Regions from separate parts of the Mus musculus genome. Here all the other regions are linked to region 5. A link is a contact called in public promoter capture Hi-C data. All regions are on one chromosome and are shown on one strand. Each heading gives the region's core, a stretch centred on a gene start, on an enhancer-like site or on the middle of the called end of the contact. The rest is flanking DNA. Distances are from core to core; before and after follow the strand shown.

What was found. Promoter capture Hi-C pulls out the DNA fragments that hold promoters and counts their contacts. Capture Hi-C pulls out chosen DNA fragments and counts their contacts.
Region 1: a contact with region 5 is called in a promoter capture Hi-C map of adipose tissue, with 3 times the contacts expected there. The contact joins the promoter of Eif2b4 here to the promoter of Ppp1cb in region 5. A contact is called at or near these places in 3 of 39 promoter capture datasets (cranial neural crest, liver and pre-B cells), 1 of 115 datasets of contacts at active chromatin or transcription factors (pancreatic cancer cells) and 2 of 9 other capture datasets (adipose tissue and liver).
Region 2: a contact with region 5 is called in a promoter capture Hi-C map of liver, with 2.2 times the contacts expected there. The contact joins the promoter of Mxd4 here to the promoter of Ppp1cb in region 5. A contact is called at or near these places in 2 of 39 promoter capture datasets (liver and pre-B cells).
Region 3: a contact with region 5 is called in a promoter capture Hi-C map of pre-B cells, with 6 times the contacts expected there. The contact joins the promoter of Ift172 here to the promoter of Ppp1cb in region 5. A contact is called at or near these places in 2 of 39 promoter capture datasets (liver and pre-B cells), 2 of 484 Hi-C or Micro-C datasets (CD4 T cells and embryonic stem cells), 2 of 115 datasets of contacts at active chromatin or transcription factors (astrocytes and extraembryonic endoderm stem cells) and 2 of 9 other capture datasets (adipose tissue and liver).
Region 4: a promoter capture Hi-C map of adipose tissue shows a contact between it and region 5, with 3 times the contacts expected there. The contact joins the promoter of Nrbp1 here to the promoter of Ppp1cb in region 5. A contact is called at or near these places in 8 of 39 promoter capture datasets (the 3T3-L1 cell line, 3T3-L1-derived adipocytes, the HPC-7 cell line and 5 more), 1 of 484 Hi-C or Micro-C datasets (embryonic stem cells), 3 of 115 datasets of contacts at active chromatin or transcription factors (astrocytes, embryonic stem cells and pancreatic cancer cells) and 3 of 9 other capture datasets (adipose tissue, embryonic stem cells and liver).
Region 6: a promoter capture Hi-C map of liver shows a contact between it and region 5, with 6 times the contacts expected there. The contact joins the promoter of Zfp512 here to the promoter of Ppp1cb in region 5. A contact is called at or near these places in 2 of 39 promoter capture datasets (hippocampal neurons and liver), 6 of 115 datasets of contacts at active chromatin or transcription factors (bone marrow-derived macrophages, embryonic stem cells, extraembryonic endoderm stem cells and 2 more) and 2 of 9 other capture datasets (adipose tissue and liver).

Annotation. Positions count from the first base shown.
Region 1 is chr5:31,191,785-31,194,484 of GRCm38.p6, reverse strand. It overlaps Eif2b4 (eukaryotic translation initiation factor 2B, subunit 4 delta), which reads left to right and starts at 1,346. Exons shown (of 13, transcript NM_010122.2): 1 at 1,346-1,492; 2 at 1,860-1,903; 3 at 2,197-2,332. The coding sequence starts at 1,462. It overlaps Snx17 (sorting nexin 17), which reads right to left and starts at 1,181. Exons shown (of 15, transcript NM_153680.2): 1 at 1,020-1,181; 2 at 542-616. The coding sequence starts at 1,082.
Region 2 is chr5:34,186,434-34,189,133 of GRCm38.p6, reverse strand. Mxd4 (Max dimerization protein 4) reads left to right here and starts at 1,424. Exons shown (of 6, transcript NM_010753.2): 1 at 1,424-1,624; 2 at 1,706-1,805. The coding sequence starts at 1,561.
Region 3 is chr5:31,289,753-31,292,452 of GRCm38.p6, reverse strand. It overlaps Ift172 (intraflagellar transport 172), which reads left to right and starts at 1,339. Exons shown (of 48, transcript NM_026298.5): 1 at 1,339-1,479. The coding sequence starts at 1,441. Fndc4 (fibronectin type III domain containing 4) reads left to right here. Exons shown (of 7, transcript NM_022424.6): 7 at 1-211.
Region 4 is chr5:31,239,478-31,242,177 of GRCm38.p6, reverse strand. It overlaps Nrbp1 (nuclear receptor binding protein 1), which reads right to left and starts at 1,260. Exons shown (of 18, transcript NM_147201.2): 1 at 1,176-1,260.
Region 5 is chr5:32,457,689-32,460,388 of GRCm38.p6, reverse strand. Ppp1cb (protein phosphatase 1 catalytic subunit beta) reads right to left here and starts at 1,419. Exons shown (of 8, transcript NM_172707.3): 1 at 982-1,419. The coding sequence starts at 1,033.
Region 6 is chr5:31,451,110-31,453,809 of GRCm38.p6, reverse strand. It overlaps Zfp512 (zinc finger protein 512), which reads right to left and starts at 1,374. Exons shown (of 14, transcript NM_172993.3): 1 at 1,233-1,374; 2 at 597-655. The coding sequence starts at 1,262.

The DNA of each region.
Region 1 (2,700 bases), core at 97-2,596, 1.3 Mb after region 5:
CTCAAGTGTGTTGAAGGGACTTTGCTGATCCAAGAATCTACTTTTTATCTGGAGAAACTGAGGCGGGAAGAAATTAACTTGCTCAGGACTGACATCTAGTAGAAACAGGGCTCTCTAGAGATTCACTATCTATACAGAGCTCACTATCTGGTGAGGGGGGAAACATTTGGACATCTTATACACTGATGGGACCAAGAACACACAAGGAAAGCAGCGAATGGTTTGTATTAATCCGGGGAATGAATTCCCAAGTTATAGTTTAGGTGCCAGAAGGAATGTGCTTTGACTAACAGGGTTCAGTTTTTCCATGCAGGGGCAAAGGATGAAAAAGGAGACAGCTCAGAGAAGGAAGGATGTGTGAGTATAGGGAAGTACAGGAACTGTGAGAGACAAGCCGCTCAGAGAGTTTCCGGAAATGTCACGCTAACAAAGTCCACCTTCCACTGTAGCAGTGATTATAGGGTGATGTAATGAAAGGGGATTAATGTCCGTGGGTATGGAAGGGCTTGAAGCTGCATCTAGACAGGGTTGTTAGTCCCACCTGCTCGTGCAGCCCCAGAAGCTGGCTGTAGCGCACCCGACAGTGCAGGACTCCATTCACGTGAATGTTATAGGCCTGAGGACACAAAAGCAGGCAAACATCTCAGGATCGACGTGCAAACCACCTCTTGCCCCAGAAACCTGTCCGGAAGTTGCCTGACATATCCGTCTGCGCAACGCTCCGAGACTTCCCGGGATTTAGCCTGTTTTTCCCCCAGGGCCGGGTTTCAAGCAGAAGGCCCAGTCCCGAGGACACTCGGGCGCTTGTGCGGCAGTATCCCTCCCGGAGATGACAATAGTGCCCACCGCCAGAGCAGTCGCGGCCTGGCCGGGGAAAGAAGAACCTATTGGAGCTTGGGGTGGCTTAAGTACGAAACTGAGACATGAGATGGCTTCCAGTGAGGTTCGAAGGCTGGAGGCCGCTCCGAGAGCTCCGGCCCGTTATCCCCGCCCTGGCCCAGCTTCTAGCACCTCCTCACCACGTAGGCGGAGCCGCCGCTGTCCCCACTGCGGGACTCCGTTTCAGGAATGGAAAAGTGCATGTTCCCTAAGGCAGAGCTCCGTACTACCAGGTTCGCAGCGCCTCTGCTCGCTTGCCTCTGCCACTCAGCGCGTCTCCGCAGCCCAGCTCGCCATTTTGGTGGGCCTGAACTCCGAGGTGGGAAGGCTGTAGGATGACGGCTCTGCGAGCAGCAACCTCGGCATGCTGGGAGCTGTAGTCGAGCGCCGGAGACGCTCCTAATTGGGAACCCAACATCCTTTGGTCCTCACCGCGACCCGTAGTCCTGGGCGGGACCCAGTGCACGCCGGAAGTTGTAGTCCGCTGGGGACTGACTCCGCGGGAGGCATCAGGGGAGCCAGCAGCCCAGGTGGCGCTGTAGTGTGAGTGACCTCGGCGGGAGGAGCCTAGGACCCACAGTCATGGCTGCGGTGGCGGTGGCTGTTCGCGAAGGTGAGTGAAGGGCTAGATGCACCAAGTGGTAGAAGAGCAGATGAACACTGGATCGCTGATGCGGGGTCCGGAGCGCCTTTGGGCCTTGCCGCCGGGTTTCTGCACGTCGCGGGACTCTGGTTTACAAGATCTAGGGCGCAGCAGGGTGCTGCTTGCCGGCTGTTCCCAGAAGGGTGACTGACCCTTTTCCTCCCACGCCTGTCCTTTGATCCTGCCGCGCAGTGCGTCCCCACGCGGATCCCAGAGCGCCTCGCGCCCGGCAGCCGAGCTGTGGTCATGCCAACCCAGCAGCCAGCTGCGCCGACGAGTCTCCCCAAGTCCTCCCGGAGCCTGTCTGGCTCACTCTGTGCCCTGTTTTCTGATGCAGAATCGAGATCCGAGATGAAGACTGAACTTTCTCCTCGGCCCGGGGTAAGTGAGGGAGAGACCTCCTAAGTCGCCTGTCAAGAGCTACACAGAAAGCTGTGTCACCTTCATTTGGCCCCATCTCCCATCCTTTTCAGTTCATCTCTTAGTAGAACTGGGAGATTTTACAGAGCTTAACGGTGTGTGACTATGACTGAAGAAGTTTCTCTCCTTACTTACGTAGACTTGTAACAGAAGTCAGAGAGTGTTAGGAACTTAACCTTGGGGGAATCTAGTAAGCATCTTGATAAACCTTTGGAATGGCCTGGGGTAGAGCAGTTCCCGTGTCTGTGTCTCAGGCAGCAGGGCGGGAGTTGACCCAAGAAGAGAAGCTTCAGCTTCGAAAAGAAAAGAAACAGCAGAAGAAGAAACGGAAGGAGGAAAAGGGGGCAGACCAAGAAATTGGCTCTGCTGTGTCTGCAGCTCAACGGCAAGGTGCGGGGACGCTTTAAACGGCCGGGGGTAGGATGCTGGATGAGGGATTTGCAAAGGGAGATAGAACAAAGTTGGTTTGAGCAAGTACAAAAGCGGTTACTTGGAAGGCAGAGCCTGATGGTGCTGGCTGGTGGTGGCTTACAGCACACCTTTAACCCCAGCACTAAGGCCAAAGCAAAGGCAGGTGGATCTCTGATGAATTCCAGCCTCAGTCAAAAAAGGAAAAAAAAAAAAACTTAGATAAGGTAAAAGGGAAACTAAGGCCAAAGCAAAGACAGGTGGATCTCTGATGAATTCCAGCCTCAGTCAAGAAAGGGAAAAAAAATAGATAAAAGGGAAACTTTGGTTGGGGCAAAGAGATCACCGTC
Region 2 (2,700 bases), core at 175-2,674, 1.7 Mb before region 5:
TCTTTTGTTTTTTTCAGGGCGCCATCAGAGCACCTGTTATTCTTAATCCTGCCCCACAGGTCAGACATCTGTGGCTCACACCCAGGCTGGGAGGGAGGTGGTTCTGGTTTCCACATTCCCAGATTGTTAACAGCTCTGGGTGTGGGAGCAGTAATCTCCATCTTTCTATTTCAAGGGGACACTGCAAGTTTCCTTATCTGCATATTGGGCATATGGAGAGCCACAAGGAAGTGTGCACAATGCATCCACCTTGGTCCTAAAGTAAATTCAATGCTAATAATCTTTGTTGTTTGCTACAGTACCTTCCTTCCATTTTAAGAGCTGCTATCTAGCCACCTTATTTCCCACAGAACTCTCCAGCCTGCTATTTTGTCCTCAACCTAATAACAGAGAGAGGATCAAGGGGTGGGAGAGGATGGATACAGAGGATGGTGTTAGGGCATCTTGAGCTGTCTGTCCCCCATGCATCTATAGGCCAGCATGAGGGCCTCGGGTCATTAGGGCCAGGAGTTTGCTGAAGAGTTCACCCTCTTGTCACCATAGCCTGGCTCTTGGCACGGCTCTACCCTCAGACCAAGCACCGCAAACAGACACTCACGGATCCCTCTTGCTCAGTAGTGTCAGTAGCTCTTGGTGCCTCTCCCTTAACCCTGGTGGCCTTCCTTTTTACTCCTGATGGCTGATCCTGCCTACTTTGGGTCTGACATCTGAGAGGCTTTTAGATTCCAATGGTCTGCGTCCCTGTCTCCAAGTTTTAGCCTTCCCTGAAGCCAATATTCCTGCCAGAGACAGGTGTCCTTTGCTGTTCTTTAGCGAGATCCCAGCGCCCGCCCCTATCAGGCCCCAAGCCTGGTCCTCCACCGAGACTATGGTACCAACTGACTCCGGGCAACAGGTCGTTGCGCACGACATGCATGGGCACGACAAAGCGCCAGGGCGCGTGTCCGCAGCGCATCCTGCCTGGTGTCTCCCGAGACACGGTCCACGTCCTCCTGGCCCCCGCGTAGGCCGGGCAGCAGTCCCACCACACAGTGCTTCCTCTCGGCAACCGGTCCTGCCCGGGCGTCCTCATTGGCCCCACGCCCTGTCACTGGCCATTGGTCCGCGGACTCAATTTACATAGACCGTTCTGGCCCAATCGGCGTGCAATGCCTACTTAACATGCACGATGGCCGCCAGTCAGCGAGCACTGGGGCTGGGCCACCACGTGCTGTTGCTAAGCTTGGGCTTCTAAATTGTTACTACTGGAGCCAGCCTATCCTAGCCAAGCTTCGCATCTGTCAACATTCTCAGCTCTGCCCGAGGCGTTCGGCCAGTCCCTATTGGGCAAGGCTAGACAAGAACCCGCCCCCTAAGCCGGAGCGCCCACACCTATTGGCTGCGTCGACTGCTGCTCGACTTATGTGTCAATTTGAGGGCCTGAGGCAGAGGGTGGCGGCCCAGCGCTGGAGTCCGCGAGTCGGGCTGGTGTGCCGCCAGGCGCGGGGCGTGCGGCGAGCAGAGCCGGCAGGAGCGCGCCGGGCAGCCGCCGCCGCCGCCGTCCCGTGCGCGGGCGGCAGGATGGAGCTGAACTCTCTGCTGCTGCTGTTGGAGGCGGCCGAGTACCTGGAGCGTAGGGACCGAGGTAGCCCGCGCCCCTTTGTGCCAGGGTGGGCGGGCGGCGGGCGGGCGCAGGGGGCCGCTGACCGCACCGTCTGTCCCGCAGAGGCCGAGCACGGCTACGCCTCCGTGCTGCCCTTCGACGGCGACTTCGCAAGGAAGAAAACAAAGACGGCCGGCCTGGTGCGCAAGGCCCCGAACAACAGGTACCGCCCCCAACCCCCACCTCCCACCCCCGCGCGCTGTGCCAAGCCAGCTCGGGTCGGCCCCACCCGAGTGTCCCCGTCCTCTCTGCGTCCCCAGTACAGTCCTGCGCGCACCCGGGCGGCCGGCCTGGAGGAGGTGCCGGCCCCGCCCGCGCGTCGCCATCTTCCCGCGGCCGCGCCTCCCCGCCGCCGTAAACAGTGCCACGCGTACAGCGGCCGCGCTCGCCGAGGGCCGTTCTGGACTTTTCCAGACCGGAGAGGAGTTGTCAGTTGGTGCCGACCGCTACTCCCTAGTTTGGGCCTAATTGGGGACTCCTCCCTCCCTTGCACTTCTCGGAGCTGGCTTTGCTCTTAGACCCAGCACCTTATCCCCAGGAGCCTGGACAGAGACCTCTCTCTGGCTACTTAAGCGTCCTGCGCAGCTTATTGACAAGGAAACTCCAACCACAAGCATAGGGCTGGCTTTGTCGCGAAGAGCTGCAGGGAGCTATTTCTCTCAAAAGTTCCAGGGCTCAACTACACTGTTTGCCTTGGCCTTGTGTTTGGAGGAAGCCCTGAAGCTGAGGTTTAGGTATGGCTAGGACTGCTAAAGGTTCCACCTTCCTGGCTGCAGTGGGATCCAGGGCACACCTGACACTGTCTAGGGGCTAACTTTGGCCCAGCTACTCCTGTGTGGTCAGTCTGAGAGCTTCCTTAGCAGGCTGGGGGCTTCAGGGCCCCTTGGCAGAGGGTGCGGCTCATTCCTGTGGCCTGTCTGTTCTTGGGAAACAGAGAGGCTGGCACAAGGACCCATTTCTGTGGTGTCCTAGGCCTGGCAAAGAACAGGTTGAATTACCAACGGCCTGAGTCCCAGCCCCTGGTCTCTTGCTTTGAACAGTTTGCAGAAGGACTTAAG
Region 3 (2,700 bases), core at 90-2,589, 1.2 Mb after region 5:
AGCCACCACTAATGTGCCCTTGGTGCCATGTGTTCTCACCCCGGGCACACCAGTGCCTCGTCTTTGTTTTCTTTTTCATCTATGTCTTTGTTCATTCAAAGTTAATAATAATTGTAATCCATAAATGAGTTTATATTTATACTCTAACATATCCAGAGGATTCTAGAAATAAAGCTGAGGGGTTTGGATGCCCCTATCAAAAAAAGTATAATTTGAGTTCTGGGACCTATTTGTTACCTGTGAAAAAAGGGAATCTGTCCCCTTCTGATTCTTAATTTTCTAGAGGGATGTGGTGGCAGGAAGAGAAATACTCGTTACCATTGGCAACTGCAGTGCGCTCAAGGCTTTGGGCCCAGCATTTGCCTGGGGGGCATATGCTATGCTTTTAGGGGGGGATAGGGCTTGCCCACCTTGGGTCATTTAGAGAAGGCCTATGACTAACGTTTCTGCATTTCATTCTGTCTCTTGATCTTTTGGGAGAAACAAGAACAAAAATTATTGAAAGGATCCCAAAGAAGATGGTATCTTTTTTTGCTTAACTAATCACAACCACAGGTGTCATGCAGCTCTAAACTAGGAGGGGAACCAAGCTCTGGTCTGCCTCCTGCACTGTCCCATAGAGACATCTGGGTTTCAGGAATCTGCCTTGAACTCAATGACCAAACAGGGTGCCTTTTCTTTCCCTAGCCAGTGCTTCCAATATATCCACCATATCCTGGATAATTTCCTGAGACTGTGTTTCAGAGTAGAGAAGTTGGGCATGGAGACAATGAGTTGAGGAGAGTTGAGCCTTCTTACGGGAATTAAAAGGTTATTAGCTGTGGGTTAAATGCCGGTTCCACCCTTTACAAGCTGTTTTAACTTTGGCGAGTAACTCCTTTAATCTGCCTCCTGTTGGGTAAAATGGGTCTGTACCGCTGCTGAATTCAAACACAGTGCCAAGTATATCCTTGAGCTTTCACTGTTATCTGTCAGTATTGAGTGGCCTCCCGCAAGTCACCTAAGTTTTGGGATGACGTGAAGATTTCAGCTCCGCGAATTGTCTTTTGCCTCTCGTAGCACCTGCCTTGCTCTCCTCCAGAGTTTAAGCAACTAAAGCACATCTGGCCGGGTAGGACAATAAGAAAACGTAAGGATATGGTGACGTAGAATCCGGAGAGGACCGAAGACTTGTGGGCGGAGGTTTGCGTTAGGTTTGCATGCAGCCACAGGATTGGTCGCGGAGAGAATTCCACAACCCCTCTTATGGGCCCGCCTTAGGACTCACTGCGCTTGCGCACGTCCTGTTCGCTCCGTCGCGAACCCACTACGTGACCTTATGACGTATGTCGCACTCACGTTGCCTGTGCGTCAGCGGTTAGCGCCGCCGATGCTTGGCGGGTTGTCCAGGTAACCACGGGAGTTGTCTCGGTCAGTGAGCATCCGAGACCGGTGTACGTCATGCAGTTGAAGCACCTGAGGACCCTGCTGAGCCCTCAGGTGAGGAATCGCATGCCTCTTCCATTCCCAGGCCACCAGGCGTTCAAAAAAAAAAAAAAAAAAAAAAGTAAGGGAACATAAGTTCATACTTTTTGAGCGTCTACTTTGTTCAGAAGACCGTGAAAGCTCTTTCAGCAGGCGACATGCATCACTAACGACTCTAAGCTTTCTTTGCATGACATTACATCAGTTGAGTGCCAGGCCCCAAGCTTAGGCTCTCCGGGATCACCCGCATTACGCGTCAAGGCTCTTTTTGGAAGGAGAGGCGCATATATAGTCAACCTTCATAAGTCTACACAGGATGAAATGAGCACTTTAGATATAAACCCTAAAAAAAGGTAGAGCAGAAGCTGAACCCTCTTTTGGATTGTGAAAGTGTGTCTCCTCAGAAGCAGAAGAGGCTGGGTGGGCGCTGGAGGAGGAGCCCAGAGACATAAACGAAGATTATGTTTGGTTTGGGCGTGAAGAGGACAGAGTCTCTGTCTTAGCTTAGCTCCAACACTGACTTGACCAAATGGTATTTCTGGCTTTAACCATCACCATACGCAATCATTCTATCACTAGCTTCTTCATCTGGTAAAGAAAAGGCGCAGGGAGAGCAACTGTAAGCGACTTAGGAGAATGTTAAATAAAGTTCTACACAGAACAGAATCTTATAAGCCTTGGTAGCCCAGGCTAGTAATCTCAGCAATTGTGGAGGTAGGAGGATCAGGAATGCAAGGCCATTCTTAGCTACGTGGAGAGTTCAAGGCCAGCCTGGGCTACTTGAGACTCTTAGGAGAGGGGGTAGGGGAAGGGAGAGAAGGGAAGGAAAGGGGAGGGGAGAAAAGGGGAGGGGGAAGGGGAAAAGGGAGAGAGGAGGGAAGGGAAGGGGAGGGTAGGAGAGAGAGAGGGGGGAGGGGAGAGGAAGAGGAAGAGGAAAGGCCTGTGAGCTGGCTCACTGGCTAAGGTACTTGCCACTAAGCCTGACCTCCTGAGTTTGAGCCCTGTGACCCACACAGTGGAAGGAAAGAGCCAGCTTGTGCAAGTTGTCCCACCCCACTCAAAATGTAAGGAAAAAGTTTTAAAGAGCATAAGAAAACTGGAAAGCCATAAGAAGGATGATTGACAAGAGAGAAAGGCATTCCAAAGTGAAAGGACAGGCTAACACAACACAGATAAGAAGGTTGGCTATGGGGGAAATGACTCATCACCAGCGTGGGAAACTGAGTTCAGATCTCC
Region 4 (2,700 bases), core at 11-2,510, 1.2 Mb after region 5:
CTCCGTCCCCTATCAAAGAGCTAAGAAAATAATAAAGTCTGTTTCAGCTACATTCGCAGAATGTGCATCCAATCTGAACGGATAAGTGAAAGTCTAGCGAGATACAGAATATACTCTGGAACGTCAAAGCCCATGGAATCTAAAACTACAGGACCAAGGAAACAGGCAGCCCCTCCACGGGGCACTTAGAGAAAAGATGAACTGTCATCAGAGACAAACATCCAGAAAGCACATTGCCCTCCCAATCATGTCCCAGAAGGTAAAATAAGAGCAGTGCCTAAAGATCTCCAAGCACTCCCGCAAGAGATGCAGAAACGTGTGCAACACTGGGGGTTCTGCCTCAGAGCTGCTGGCAGTTTTAACAGGGATCACTGTGGAAAAGCTCATTTGCATCGGTGAGGGTATCTCCTCGAAGCCTCTAGCTACCCTGAGGACGCATAGTACATTCACTACAGGGCATTGTCTGTCATCTCGCAAAGTTGTTCTCCCGGCTTCCATTATTAGTTGAAAGCCCTCTGCACATCACCCCGCATAGCTCGCAGCCACAGGCCGCTCTGAGGAAACCCAGAAAGCCTCTGAGGTCAACAGAACTGCTCAGTCGGAGAGAATGCAAGCTCGGAGGGAGGAGGCCCTCAGCTTGTCAACACTCCAACAGGTCGCCCGGCCAGTATCTGGAAGGAAGCGGCGGCGGACAGACAGTGGCCGGCCAGGAGACCGAGCACCACAGCCACCTCATCAAAGGCCAGCCCTGCCCCGCCGTCAGGCCGCAGACCACGCCCCCGCGCTCGGCGCGCCGCCCCGCGAGCAGGCCCGGCCCGGACGCCGCGCTTCCTTCCGCAGGCCCTCGGGCCCGGGCCCCCGCCCCGCCCCCGCCCGCGCCGCCTGCCCCGCCTCTCGCGGCCAGAGTTCCAAGAGAACGCCGGGGCCCCCCGACCCGCGCCCGCAGAATTCCGGGCCGCCGCGGCCACGCCGGAGACACCAGGAGGGCGGGCGGCGCCCTGGGGCCAAGGTGGCCCCTCAGCTGCGACGGGCCGGGCTAGGTCGGGCCTGACTCCCGAGAAAGCAGGGCCGCCCGACAGCACCCGCCGGCCGCGTCCTGCCGGCCCGCGGCTCGGGGTCATCCTGCCGCCCTTCCGCGAGCCCCTCCCTCCAGGGCCTCTTTCTCCGGAGCTCACCTCCCGACTCCGCGCCCGCAGCCTGCGCTTCAGCTCCAGCTCGGGTTCCGGGGCCTCGGATCCCAGCGACTCCCTCACAGCTGCGCTCCGCAGCGCAACCGAACTGCGGGCCCCGCCCTCGCGGCGTCCGGACCAACAGTGGGCGGTGCCGCACCGCCGCCAGGTTTCCATTGGACAGGGCAGCGGGGGGCGGTTCCCACAGACCGAGGCTCTCAAGGCAGTCTACTGCCGGGTCTCCTCCCCTTGCGGGGTTCCGGCAGACTGCCTGCCAGCGTTGTCTTCTTGTCTCTCTGTCCATCCTCCTCCCAGTCGAGGTGCCCCCAAGTAATTCTGCCGGACGAAAGGAAGGCCTTCTCTCTCTTCTTGAAAGCGCCATGACAGTCCTAATCCTCTAAGAAGACAAAAGGAACGGAAGACGCAGCCTTTCAATCTGAGGAACGAACCCACCCACATTCCCCATTTGGGAAAGAGACAGTGCACTGGTCATCAAATTTTCAGAAAGCTTTTTTTTAATCGCTTAACATGAAAACTAATAGTTGCTGATTTGCATAACATTATTTACCCAGACATAACCTGATTCGACCCACATAAGGGAGAACTCATTGAAGTTATCCAATGATAGTTGGCAAATTCGAAAAAGAAACAAAACAAAACAAAAAAAAAAAGTTACTCAAATTTAAGTTGACATGAGTCCAAAATAGAATCCGAAGTAAGAAGATCCATCAAAACTGTCTTTGAAAAGGTATTATTTGGAAAGAGTTTACATTGTCTGTGAGTGTAAAGAATTACAATAGATTCTGGGTAAGCCATTGATCTTAGAAAGTTAAAGGCAGAATTTAAGAGATGTATAATACCATTATACATGTATTATCAAGGAAGAAGGATGAATCATCTGAATCTGAGAATGTCACAATCACCAATTTTACTCTCCTTAAAGGGACTAGTTAATCCTAGTTCACGGGTTCACACAGAAATCCTATAGAGACTCATTTTTTTCTCATCTCTTCACTTTAAAATGCTTGCTTTAAAAACTGAAATTTCAACAAGCATGCCAGAGAGATCTCTGTGAATTCAAGGCCAACCAGGGCTACATAGTCTCAAAAACAAACTTTTTTTTTCACCCAGCATAGTAATGCATACCTGTAATCCTATCACTCAGTAGGCTAATGCCGTGAGTTCAAGGTCAGCATAAGCAATAGAGCAACAACACTGTGTCAAGACAAAATAGAATTCTGATGTTGGATTAAAAGATGCACTTACCTAAAATGTATAGCACACCATTTCAAAGTTTGTTCTAGTCTCAGAAGGGTGCTCATCCTCTCCAGATTAGCCTTTCTGCCAAAGCCATTGTAACTCCTGAGCCATGGCAAGCATTCATGACATATCTGTTCATGCTACTTTAGTTCCTATTATTTTCTGTCAGTACTATTTCAAATGTGCACAGAGGATCTTTTGGCAACCTCATTTTCAGTTATTTTCTCATGTATACCTAAAATGACCAACTGCTGCCTACATTTTTACCACC
Region 5 (2,700 bases), core at 170-2,669:
TCCAAACACAAACAGCTTCGCTGTAGTAAACACACGCATTCATTAGGAGGCTGACAAAAAGGACTCTTAACCACTCAAAAACGCAATTCTTTTTTACACACTCCACAATTAGTGACGACGCAAATTTTATAGCGTAAAAGGGTTCTTTTGACCAAGACCCGCCTTTAACTTCGAACAGTATCCCCCAACGGACCAATACATTTAACTACTGGCCTCTCCATCTCCTCTTTTCTCCTTATGTTCCCACCAACACAAAACTAATCGATAAAAGCATAAGAACCCGGAACTTCAAATGCTGAGAACACTTGTAAAATACCTTTTAAGCTCAAGAGATTATTCACAACAGACATTTGCTAAGTTTGTGCAGAAATTAAACTCGGCTCAAACATGTTTAAAAAAAAAAAAAAGCCCCCAAATCAACCCCTTCAGCACATGTATCCGGGCGTTTCGTATTTCTAACGGACGTCTTTAACCTGATTCAGGATTTTTACTGTTTTTTTATACTCCAGATAATAAATGGTAAACTAGTCATCGTATCCTCTCCCTAATTCTTTCTAGAGCATCCAGTAAAATGCAAACGATCCGAGAGCCTTACTGGGAAGGTTTTATGTAAAATTCACTACCGGAACGACCATCGGAGGCTGCCAAGGGCAACGCACAAAGAGAACCGAGAAATACACATTCCACGGACACACAAAGCCCAGCGGCAGGCATCCTCGCCCCTTCTTCGGAACGGTCTGCAGAGGCCAGCACAGCGGCCAAGCGGAGCCCGGCCGCCTCTCGGGAAGACTGTACCAGCCGATGGGCCTCCGGCCTCGCTCGGCCCGGCCTCCCCGCCTGCCCGCCCGCCAGCCCGCGCTCCTGGCCTCCTGGGGCACCCGGCCCGCCCGCCCGCCCGCCCGCCTGCCCTCCTCTCCGACCTCAGCTCGAGCGGGAAGGGCCCCGCGGCCGGGTGGGGAGACGAGCCGGCGCCGCACTCACCCTCCAGCAGGCGGGTGATGAGGCTGTCCACGTTCAGCTCCCCGTCCGCCATCTTGTCGGCACCAGACTCTCCTCCCTAAAGCGTTAACAGGGCTTCTCGGCGGCGGCGGCGGCTCGGCGTTCTCACCTACGAGTCACGCGGCGTTTCGACCCCGGCTCCAACTCCCCCCGGGCGCGGGCCCTCCCCCCACCCCCTCCCCGCCGAGCAGCGACAGCGCGCGCACACGCTGGCGGCGCCCACTGGAAATAAATAAATAAACAAGCAGGCCCCCAGGAACCGGGCCGCGTCAGGAACCGGGCCGCGTCAGACCCCAGCCGCCACCGCCTCCTCCACCTCCTCCTCGGCACCGCCCAGCTCCGCAAAGCTCGGCAGCGCCACGGACAGCCCCGCCCTCAGCGTCACTCCCTCCCCTCCGCCCTTGCGGGCCGCCTAGCCGCGCCGAACTGCGCGCACGCGCGCCACGTCCCCTTCCTGCCTCTCCAGCTCCCCGCCCTCCCCTCCGCGGTTGCTAACGCGCAGGAGCGATTCCCTCTCTCAGGCGTTCCACTGCAACGAACAGTCGCCACTACGCAGGCGCAGGGCGGAGCCTGCCTTGCTTGTGAACGCAGAGCCGGCGTAGGCTGGAATGACCTTCCTTCCCTGCTCCCCAGGGCCTGGTGGTTCCGCAGAGTTAACTATTGCGTTCTTCCCGCCTTGCTTTTCTTTTCTAGGTTTCAGTCACTGGTTTTCAAAACAATTGCTCGTATTTCCGCTAACCCGGAAACGTGGGTTTCAGTTGCCTATGTTGGAAACCCAGGTGTGCTGGAGATAAGAGACTTCTCTGTTGAAAAAGATTGACATTGCAGATCAAGGGCTCTGTATCACATCACCAGAGTCGCTGATTCGCCAGGTGACCCTAGAAGAAACAGGATTCAAAGTGGGCCTCAGTCAACAGCAATAAGATTTTACACGCTCCCGACATCTCCATACACTCAGGATACCACTTTTCTATAGTTCTTTTCTGTTCATTGATTTCTTATATTGCTTAATTCTCTTATCTTGTGATTTTTAAACATTTCTCTACTGCACTCGGTTCCTAGAGGATAAAAATCACATTTACCGGGCATAAGAGACCTGTAATCCCTACAACTGGGAGATGGAGGCAGAAGATCCAGAAGCCCAAGGTCATCTTCAGCTACATAATAAATGCTTGCAGTTGGGATAAATTAAAAACAAATACAGGGACTGAAGAGATGATTCAGAGGTTAGGAGCACTGCCTGTTTTTTTGCAGAGGACATGGGTTCAATTCCCAGCACCCACATGGTTACAACTATCTATCTGTAATTTTGATTCTGATAAAAATAAAATAAAAAGAAAAGGACATGATTGCTTCTAGGTATGATGAAGAAAAAGGTTTATTAGAGATAAATGGGAGAACATAGTTGGGAGGAAAGACATCTGGGAATATTCAGAGCGAGCATGACTCTGAGGGGGAGGGAAAGAGAAGATTAGGGCAGGGAGTGTGCATGCCATACATACCCTGTAACAGGTAGGAATGGCTGAGAGAACCTGGGTCCAGTAACCACTTTCACATGTTAAATAAGTACCTCTGTCATTTGTCCCAGGTTTGAGACCTAACAGTTCCAGGGCATCTGATGCCCTCTCGGTCCTCTCTATGGGCACTATACATAGTACACAAACATACATGCAGACAAAGCACTCATATGCATAAAAATAC
Region 6 (2,700 bases), core at 125-2,624, 1.0 Mb after region 5:
CTGGGTGCCCAACCTACTACACAGCTTGTTCAGAGCAGACATCCCGTAAGTGTTATCTAAGTGAATGAACTCACCCCGGAGGTCCAAGTTAATAAAATCTTTCTTTTGTGTTAGCCATGGCAAAACTTAGCACATTCATTACACAAAACAATAAATCAGGGCTGCAACCAAGTAGCTTAGAAATGTAAAGATTGCTTATAGCTGTTTTTATTTCCCTCCCCAGTCCATCAAATTAATTATGAGCACATATTTGATATGGGGGGCAGAGGCCACGCAGGAATACCACTAACTGAAACACACACTCCATTTTTATTAGACTGCATCTTTATTGCAAGCCAGGTTTTCTTTCCCCCACACTAGGATTTTATCTGCACTGTCCAATCCCGTAGCTACTACCTACAGATGGTTATTGAAGTTTTAGTCCATTAAAATGAAATAGAATTTGTAATTCGGTTCTTCAATTGTACTAGCCACATCTCAAGTGCCCCAAAGCCATACCTGTCTGGTGGCTATGATGCTCCACAGTGCAGACACAGAACATCTTTAGCAGCACTGTCTACACCATTACAAAAATGTCCTCAGAAAACCTCACTTACTTCTTAGCTCCCACGATCCTGGTGCTCCTCTGCTGCTTAAGGGATGTGGGTCCCGGGGTCTAGCAAATCACAAGCACAGGAGTGAGTGCTAGGGACCTTTGAAGCTCATCCGCAAAGAGATGAATCCCCCTTGTGCCTAGATGTGAAGCTGTCCCGAGCAACTACTTCAAATGGACTGAAGGAGACACTTTTTAGGAAACCTGTGCCATTCTATTTATTCACAATGTAAAGACGGGTTGACAATACCAGAGTTTTCATCTTTGTCCATTCTCAAAACCCTATCCTAGATAGAGGCTTGAAAAGAAAAGACGAGGAAAAAAAAAATATATATATGATATATACATATGTATCATATATATATTAAAAGAAACGGGAGGCACTGGGGATGCTGAAGGAATATAAATAATTACAATGTGTCGAGGAACTCAGTCCAAGGATACGAGGACTAAGCAATAAAAATAAAAATGGGAAGAAAAAAGGCGGTAAGTGGATCTGATATAAAAGGGTGGGGCCTAGGATTGGCTCCGGAAAAAAAAAAAAAAAACAACTCTGAGTACAAAACAAAAGCAAAGGACCGCGTGTTCTCAGCTCGACAGTTCTATTTCTAAAGTATAATGGTCACACCAAGAAACTCACGGCGGTGACTGCACCGAGTCTGGAAGACATCACTCCCCCTCCACGCCTAACAATTTCACCCAAGGGCTCCGGACAGACCAACGCCACTTCCGCTCTCCTCGCCTCTCCCGGATGTGGTCTCAGCGGCGACTAACCCTGTTCTGAACACCTACTTCCGCCTAGCTGCTTCCGAGGGGGCTGCGGCGGGAAAGGAGTCACGTGATAACTCTTCTTCGGCTTCCATTGAGACCCCGCCCCCATAGCAACAAGGGAGTAGGCAGGCCTTTGGGGCGTGAAGGTTGGAGCAAATGGGAGGAGTCTGAATATTTAAGGGGTCCTCCCGAACTAGCGTTTGCACACCTACTCCCACCCATCCCACAAGTGGTTTTACAGATGCAAACGAAATTCAAATCGCCCCTTTATTGATCTTAAATTAAAGACCCATTCTCTTCTCCTTCCCTCCCAGATATCTCTTTCTTTGCTCAGGTGAGGGACAGAACTCTCCTTATCCACTAACTTCTGGCCTCCAAACTTGTCTAGCTTTTGGATTTTTTTTTTTTTTTTTTTTTTTGGTGCGGTCCCTGAAAGACATGAACACTTTAGCCAAGTTACATCTGGATCTCTCCAGCGGATGAGTCTGGAACAATGCCTGTTCTTAGAAGAAGTGGGCTTGATCCAGAACTATGTCCTTTCCAACCAGAGGGAACGGAAAAGGATCTTTCAGAGAAATTACCATGGCTCCTTTCTGAATGACTGCCCAGTGACGTCCACGAGAGACTGAGATGGCTCGTTTTTGAGGGACTGAGGCATCTCAGAGAATAGAGAGTCTGCTGACTCCTCCCTGAAAGACTGTGTAGACTCTTCTTCACAGAAGGAATGTGCCCTCTTCTCTCTAGAAGTCTACAAGGGCTTCTCCCTGAGGGACTGTGAAGGTTCCTTCCTGAGGGACTACAAGGGCTCCACCTCAAGTGACTTCTAGGGCTCTTCCCTGAAGGACTTGGAAAGCTACTCCCTGAGGGATTTTGAGGACTTCTCCTTGAGGAACTGTGGCCTCTCCCCTTAAAGAGACTGTTATGTCTTCTATCAAAGAGCTATGATAAGTTCTTACAGAGGAACTAAGACTGTTTCTCTGGGAGGGACTTTAATGACTCTGATTTCATCAAGGAAGTAAACTCAGCCCCGGTACAAGAGACAGACACATGCTCAGTGACTTCCTGGAATATGTCGCTGAACTTTGAACTAGTTTTCTTGACTCCCAATCTACTACCAGAGTATTGCTGGATTATGGAAGATGTTGAGCAGAGTGTTGACATCGTTAAAGGCATTCTTTTCTCATTACTGTGACATAAAATATGTCTCTGAATATAGTTTTTAACCACTGAAGTCTGAGAAACAGTCCTTGAAACCCTTTCTAGCAGGCTTTGAGAAAATACCATTAGTTCAGCTGGAACCCCAAAAATTAAGAATAGATTGGTAGATGTCCATAGTG